2 separate regions of the Mus musculus genome follow, and region 2 is linked to region 1. The links are chromatin contacts, called in public promoter capture Hi-C maps. All regions are on one chromosome and are shown on one strand. Each heading gives the region's core, a stretch centred on a gene start, on an enhancer-like site or on the middle of the called end of the contact. The rest is flanking DNA. Distances are from core to core; before and after follow the strand shown.

Region 1 (3,362 bases), core at 260-2,759:
TGGAAACATCTGGAGAGGTACTTCCCACCCGCCCCCCCCCCCCCACACACACAGTAACAAGAGAGTATTCAACAACAACGGAGTTTCAAGTAAGGGGAAGCCAGTTCTTGCTTTTCAACCTGACCAAAGAATGAGTGCCGAGCAGGAGCAGGAGCACACACATCTGCTATCCCACATATTCAGGAAACCGAGGCAGGAGGATGAAACTTTGTGGTCAGCCTGGGCAATGAAGCCCAACTCAAAATAAAAAGCCACAGGTGTTACTCAGTGGCAGACCAATGCCCTAGGCACACGTCCCCAAGTAACTTAATAATGAGTATAGGAATAATGTTTATACTTGTATTTCCTGTTGGTCGTTAAAAAAACAATACAAACAAAATATTTGCCAAGCAGAAACGCTGCAAATATATAAAAAGCCTTTAGATTTGAAATACATTAGCATATACTTCATAACATACAATCTTCACTTGAGCATCACACAGGTTACACCTAAAATGCATTCAGCACTAACTAGATACACTTGATCCTGACTCTAAGAAAAGCTTTAATGTTTAGCACACCTTGAGATGGCTGCACACTGCATAAGCAAACTCTACAAACGCACCCAAACGCATCATTAAAGACTGTTCCTATGTCGACTTCACAAGAATTACTACAAGATCATCATGAACTTATTTATTCATCGCTTCCGTCACCATAAGAGATAAATAAGCTAAACTAAGGAAGACTACCTCCAGGACCCCACTCCCACTCCCACCCCTCACCCGCCGCCACCTGTGGCTCACTGCCCTCCTCTTCATCGCCACCATCTGCACAACTTTCTGAGATGCAGTGTGGACCCGGGACTCGCTGCAGCTAGCGCTATCCCATTATAACCCTGATGCAACAAAACCACCTGGAAGTAAACATAAGCAACATAAGCGAGCAAAGTTTAGGTTTAAGCAACACATAAAACCAGAAACCGAGCACTCCCAGCAGAGAATCTACATGTTGCCTGGCTATCGGATCTTCGGAAAGAGGCAGGACTGAGTCACAGGGTCTAGCCCTCACCCAGACAACCCCAGACAACCCCAAAGCAGGATCCAGCGGCGAGCCTACCTGCCTGAGCTCACTCAGCCTGAACCCATCGCGACCCAGGCAGCTCGGCCCGGGCGGGGGCGCGGTCGGGAAGGGGGACGCGAGACCGTCCGGCCCCCAGCTCCAGACTGCGGTCTCCGGAGCCGCGCCTCGGGCTGCTGGACAGCGCCCACGCCCGCGCGCCCCTGCCCGGGCTCGCCCGCATCCCGGAACTCCCGGGCACGAGCGGCGCGAGGCCGGCGCCGGGGCCCAGCCGCACCGTGCAGACGCGCGCTGAGGTACCTGTGGCAGCGAGGCAGCTCCCGGGCGGCGGCGACCGAGCGGCGGAGAACGGCCTGCGCGCTCCTGGCCCGCGGTCCGGTGTTTGGAGCCCGCCCTCTCCCTCCCGGCCGCCCGGCGCCCGCGCAGCTCCCCGCCCCTTCACCTCTCAACTCCTACCTTTCCCCTCCCGCTCCGCCGCCCTCCACACGTGCTCCCGGCGGCGTGCGCATGCGTAGTCTGGCACTGCCAACGGCTCGGGTTCGCCCCCTGGTGGTCCCCTGCCACACAACTGCGAGAGGAAGTACTGGAGTTGCCTGTGGCCTGGAAAAAGGTGGCTAGTAGCACTTCAGAGTTTTGACAGCATCACTGTCCTGGGAAGTGATTGAGAACATGCACAAGAGCTCGTGTTCCATGCTTTATAGTGCCAAAGGATTAGAAGCGGGGCTGGGTGTATGGCTCAGTGGTAGAGAGCTTGCCTGAGACGCTAGGGGCCCTGGGTTTGATCCACAGCAGCATCAAAAAGAAAAACAAACCAGGGAATTAGAAGCAACTGAGCTAAATAGCAAGTGTATTCAGTTGATGAACTAGGTATAGGAGCCTCCAACACCAAGGATGTTAAATGAGCACTTATAATGAAAGCTAGTTCAAAACCAAGCTGGTGTTAGGATTCCATTTTTGTTAAAAATACAATGCATAGGGTAAAGTGGAAGATATATACTCAGTGTTTATTCCCACGTAGAGGAACTATGGGTGTCTGAGTCTCTTCCACCTTCTGAACTGCCACCAGTCGACTTGCACATGTAACGGATTATGCTGAGTGACTGCTCTGGTAAATGCTGAGTTAAGCATATGGTGTGTGTTCTCTCATTTGGCCTTGGGGAAAGTGAGGTTCCAGACACTCAGCAACAGCACCAACCCTGGTTGCTATGTTTCCATTTGTCCTCAGGCCTGCCTGTGGAGAGATCTCAACCACACTACCAATGTCTTGACTCTCTGAGTGTCACAGGTCAGAGTGGCCACCTGCCCCCATCTTGCTACCTTAAACATACTTCTTTCGTGTCACTCTTGCTCACCCCCAAGGCATACTAAGGTAGAACAGACCCTGTACCTGCCCTCAAGGGCACCAGTGGTGGGGGAAGAGAAAATATAAGTATAGTCACCGTGCAAAACAAATCAGAGGTGGCCACTTCAGCCTTTGGAATAGGGTTATTCTATAAAGCAGGTTTCTGGTAGAGATGTAACTCAGTTGATATACTGCTTGCCCAGCCTTGAATATGAGCCTTAACCCCCAGCAAACTGGCAGTGGTGGTGAAAGACTCCCCAGAGGAGCCTCTCGCTCAGGCCTCAGGATAATAGCAGACACCCAAGAACTCACGATAGACCAAGCTTGATGCAAACCACATGAGGCTTTATTCGGGGAAAGCCAGAGCTCTGGGGATGACTCATATCCCACGCAGGGTTAGAGGAGTCGACCTCGAGGGGAAAGAGGTCCCAGTTTTTATAGGCCCTCAGGGGGGAAAGGAGAAGGGGAGAGTGGGGGGATTTCCAGATCTAAACAATTCTCAAGAAATGGGTATGGGAGGGGTACAAGGAAAGAGTCTGGTGCAGGGGCAGCAACTCAGGATTGGCCCGGTTGTGGTTGCTGGGGAGATTTTCTGACTCTTTCTCAGCAACCAATATCACAAACACCTGGCAGTGGGCTTCATCAGTGGGCACACACATGGGTTCAAGGAATGGTCAAAACATTGGCAGACACACAAGTTCAAGGAGTGGCCAGAGCATTGTGCACCTCTATTTTTCTAAATCAGTGAAGCTAGTTCTGCTAACAGTGACATCTATCTTGCCAATTTCAGGGCTTCTGTGACCTTTTACATTCTGTTAGGATCTTTCAGTGGGTCACACCTATGTCAGCCCTTAGGAGATGCAGGCAGGAGGAACAGAAGTCCAAGGTTCCAATTTGAGGCCAGTCTGGTACATAAGTCTGGCCCCCACAAAGATAAGAAAATGCAGCCCACTGGTAGGGC
Region 2 (3,170 bases), core at 664-3,163, 1.8 Mb after region 1:
CAAGGATACACTGGGCCATTTGGTCAGCCATACCCCTACCTTTCCCCCAAGTCTCTTCTTCACTCTTTATGGAGTAACTGGAAAGTGGTAGCTCCTGGCCACTGTATCTATTCAAATGAAAACAGATCTAGATATCTACAGATACTGGAAATTGGCCCTGTAAGCACTGGTCTTGACTCCATTGTTGGAGGTCCCTGCCTCAGTTTCTACAGTTGTACCCTCCTGCCTGCACAAAGTTAGGTTTTCTTGTGGCTTTCTGGCTCAGTCCTCCCAGTTGCAAGGAGACTTTACATGATATTCCTGCTTCTATCAGCTTACTTTCCCCAGCCAGATCTTTGGTTTAAGGTCACAAACTTACCTAAGTGCACCTGCGATCTTGGCCACACAAGGAGAGTGACTCTGTGGGGAAGAGGGCTGGAGATGTCTTAGCTATCCTAGCCTGACCCTGTGGGCCCTGGGTATCCTGCCCACAAGTGGGAATGTTGGGGATCTACTCAGCAGCCTCCCCCTGCCTTACAGCTACATGACAGTGCTGTTTTATTTGAACAATGTCACCGGTGGGGGTGAGACCGTCTTCCCTGTGGCAGACAACAGGACCTATGATGAAATGGTAAGGGCCAGTGAGCTGTTATTACTCTTGGGCTGGTAGGGCCTTGGGCAAGTGTGTACACACCCTTCCAGAGCTGGGACGAGGGCACATCTGCCTGTTTTCCCTCCAGCCAACCTTGGCTGCCTGGTCCTGCAATGGCAGGCAGTCCACAAACAGCCTCACCTTGTTGCCTACAGAGTCTGATTCAGGATGATGTCGATCTCCGGGACACTCGAAGGCACTGTGACAAGGGCAACCTTCGTGTCAAGCCCCAGCAAGGAACTGCAGTCTTTTGGTACAACTACCTTCCTGATGGGCAAGGTGAGGGCTTTACTCATGGCCAGGTCTTGGGCTTCTCTGAGGGAACTCATCTCTCCCTCCTGCTCTCCTGGAGGACTGTTCCTGTCTTCCATAGCCAGGGATTTCAAAGCACAGTAGCACTAGTACAGTATCTTCGGTTATCTCCGCCCACCGTCCTTGCGCACCAGCCTTCCTGCTGTCTGGGGCAGGGAAACTTCTCTCCACAACCCAGGCTGGGAAGAGCTATAGCCAAGCTCAGAAGCAAGGAAGCTTGGTTAATTTTAAGGGCCAGTATGTTGACCATGCCTTAGTGGGTGAGACGCCAAGTCCTTCCATGGGGATTAGATGTGTGCACAGCTCAGGCTGAGCCAATCTAGGGTTTTCCCCTCCCTAACTTGTCCTTTGTTCATGTCACCTTCTTACCCCAGGCTGGGTGGGTGAAGTGGACGACTACTCGTTGCATGGGGGCTGCCTGGTCACCCGCGGCACCAAGTGGATCGCTAACAACTGGATCAATGTGGACCCTAGCCGGGCACGGCAAGCCTTGTTCCAGCAGGAGATGGCTCGTCTGGCTCGGGAAGGTGGCATGGACTCACAACCCGAGTGGGCCTTGGACCGAGCCTACAGTGATGCCCGTGTGGAGCTCTGACGCAAGGCCCTGATGCGAATCACCCGCTGCCCAACGTCAAAGACCCTGCAGGTCCTCTGTCCTACTGCAGACTGAAGTTCTGGCCGACCTCTTGCCCTAGCCCTCCCTGCCTGCAGCCGCGATCAAAGGCGCAGTTCCTACATTCACGTTATTTATTGGTGTACAGCCTCCATGCTGCTCCGTTAAATAAAACTACAGGGCTTCCAGCCAGGGGCCGGCGAGCTAAGCGCCCGCTTGGGGGAGGGGAGGCCCACCGCCCCTCCCGGCTAGTCTCATGTGTGTGTGTGTGGGGGGGTGACTCTGATCCGGCCAATCAGGAGCGGGATCGCGTGGGGGACAGGGTCGTCATTGGACGTCCGCAGCCCAGCGCCAGGGCTTTGCTACCTGTAGCTAAGGGCTTCGGAGCTCTGCAGCGCGGCTCTCCAGACGGCTGGTTCTCGCGAGAACGCAGCTCTCTTCTTGTCCGTGGCAGCCACAGCAGCTCCAGGAACGTCATGGACGCTTTCGGGGACTATGTCTGGCCGCGGGCGACTTCCGAGCTCATACTCCTCCCGGTTACGGGTCTGGAGTGTGTTGGGGACAGGCTGCTGGCGGGTGAGGCTTGGTCGGCTCTAGTCGTGCTAGCGGGCGAAGAACTAGCCTCTCCCTGGGTGGTCGCACCGGACAAAGGGATGCCCTGGGGAGGAGGATGGGCAGCGGGCTGGGGACTGGCGAGGGGTGGGAGTGGGGGGAATAAGGCAGGTTCGGAGGTGGCGGGAAACACAGGCCGGCGGAGGAGGGCGGGGCTCGAGAGACAGTGGCAGCTCTTCATAAATTGCAGCCAGCTTGGAAAGGGTGGACAGAGACGCTTGAAGGTGTGGGGGACGCAGTCGTTCCATGTTGGGGGAGGGACGTTGCACCCTCAGGTGAACGCAAATGATCAAAACCCCTGGAGAGGAAGAAAAAAAAAAAAAGGGCAGCCTCAGGGGGTGTGGCGGGAGTGTGGCTTCTGGAGAGGGTTGAAGCTCCGCCCCCAAAGATGAGGGGGCCAAAAAATTGCTTTCTGAGTAGAGCAGTATCCAGAGAGGCTGGGGCTTAGGTTCCTCTGGAGAACCAACTGGGGGGTCTGAGCCAACTGGGTTAGTAATCACATGTCTCAGTGTCTGGTGGTAAAGGTCTGAGATGGCTCTGAGGTGCCAAGTGTCCTGGAAGCAGTAGGGCCTGATGCGAAGCCATCCTTTGGTGATGGTGGTGTTGGGTTTTACAAGGACCCTTGGCACTGACAATTAGGCCTTGGGTCAGCCATTATTAGCCTCAGCAGGGCTGCGTGTTTGTCTTGTGGTGAGGGTATATTCTAGAGTTGATGTGTGTGTGTGCGTGTGCGTGCGTGTGTGTGCAAGTGCAAACATTGGGTTGCTCCAGTGAGCTAAACTCTCTGGAGGTGGGACCGGCAAACTTCAGGAAATGAAATCCGTAGAATTTTGAAGAAAGAGACATTAAGAGAGGAGTAAGGTAATGAGGAATCCTGACGAGTCCGAGGAGGAGGAGATCGTGGGAAACAAACGGCTGCAAGATGACCAAAAGGGAGCTGAGAGTCCCATTCTAGAAAACGTCTGTGGGTTCTATACACATGTATGGGGGTGTAAGAGATTC

What was found. Promoter capture Hi-C pulls out the DNA fragments that hold promoters and counts their contacts.
Region 2: a promoter capture Hi-C map of hippocampal neurons shows a contact between it and region 1, with 5 times the contacts expected there. The contact joins the promoter of Wdr6 here to the promoter of Scap in region 1. A contact is called at or near these places in 4 of 39 promoter capture datasets (the C10 cell line, hippocampal neurons, liver and 1 more) and 1 of 115 datasets of contacts at active chromatin or transcription factors (astrocytes).

The regions. Positions count from the first base shown.
Region 1 is chr9:110,331,503-110,334,864 of GRCm38.p6, reverse strand. Scap (SREBF chaperone) reads right to left here and starts at 1,509. Exons shown (of 23, transcript NM_001001144.3): 1 at 1,360-1,509.
Region 2 is chr9:108,577,456-108,580,625 of GRCm38.p6, reverse strand. Wdr6 (WD repeat domain 6) reads left to right here and starts at 1,913. Exons shown (of 6, transcript NM_031392.3): 1 at 1,913-2,132. The coding sequence starts at 2,033. P4htm (prolyl 4-hydroxylase, transmembrane (endoplasmic reticulum)) reads left to right here. Exons shown (of 9, transcript NM_028944.4): 7 at 520-610; 8 at 787-910; 9 at 1,318-1,764. The coding sequence ends at 1,538.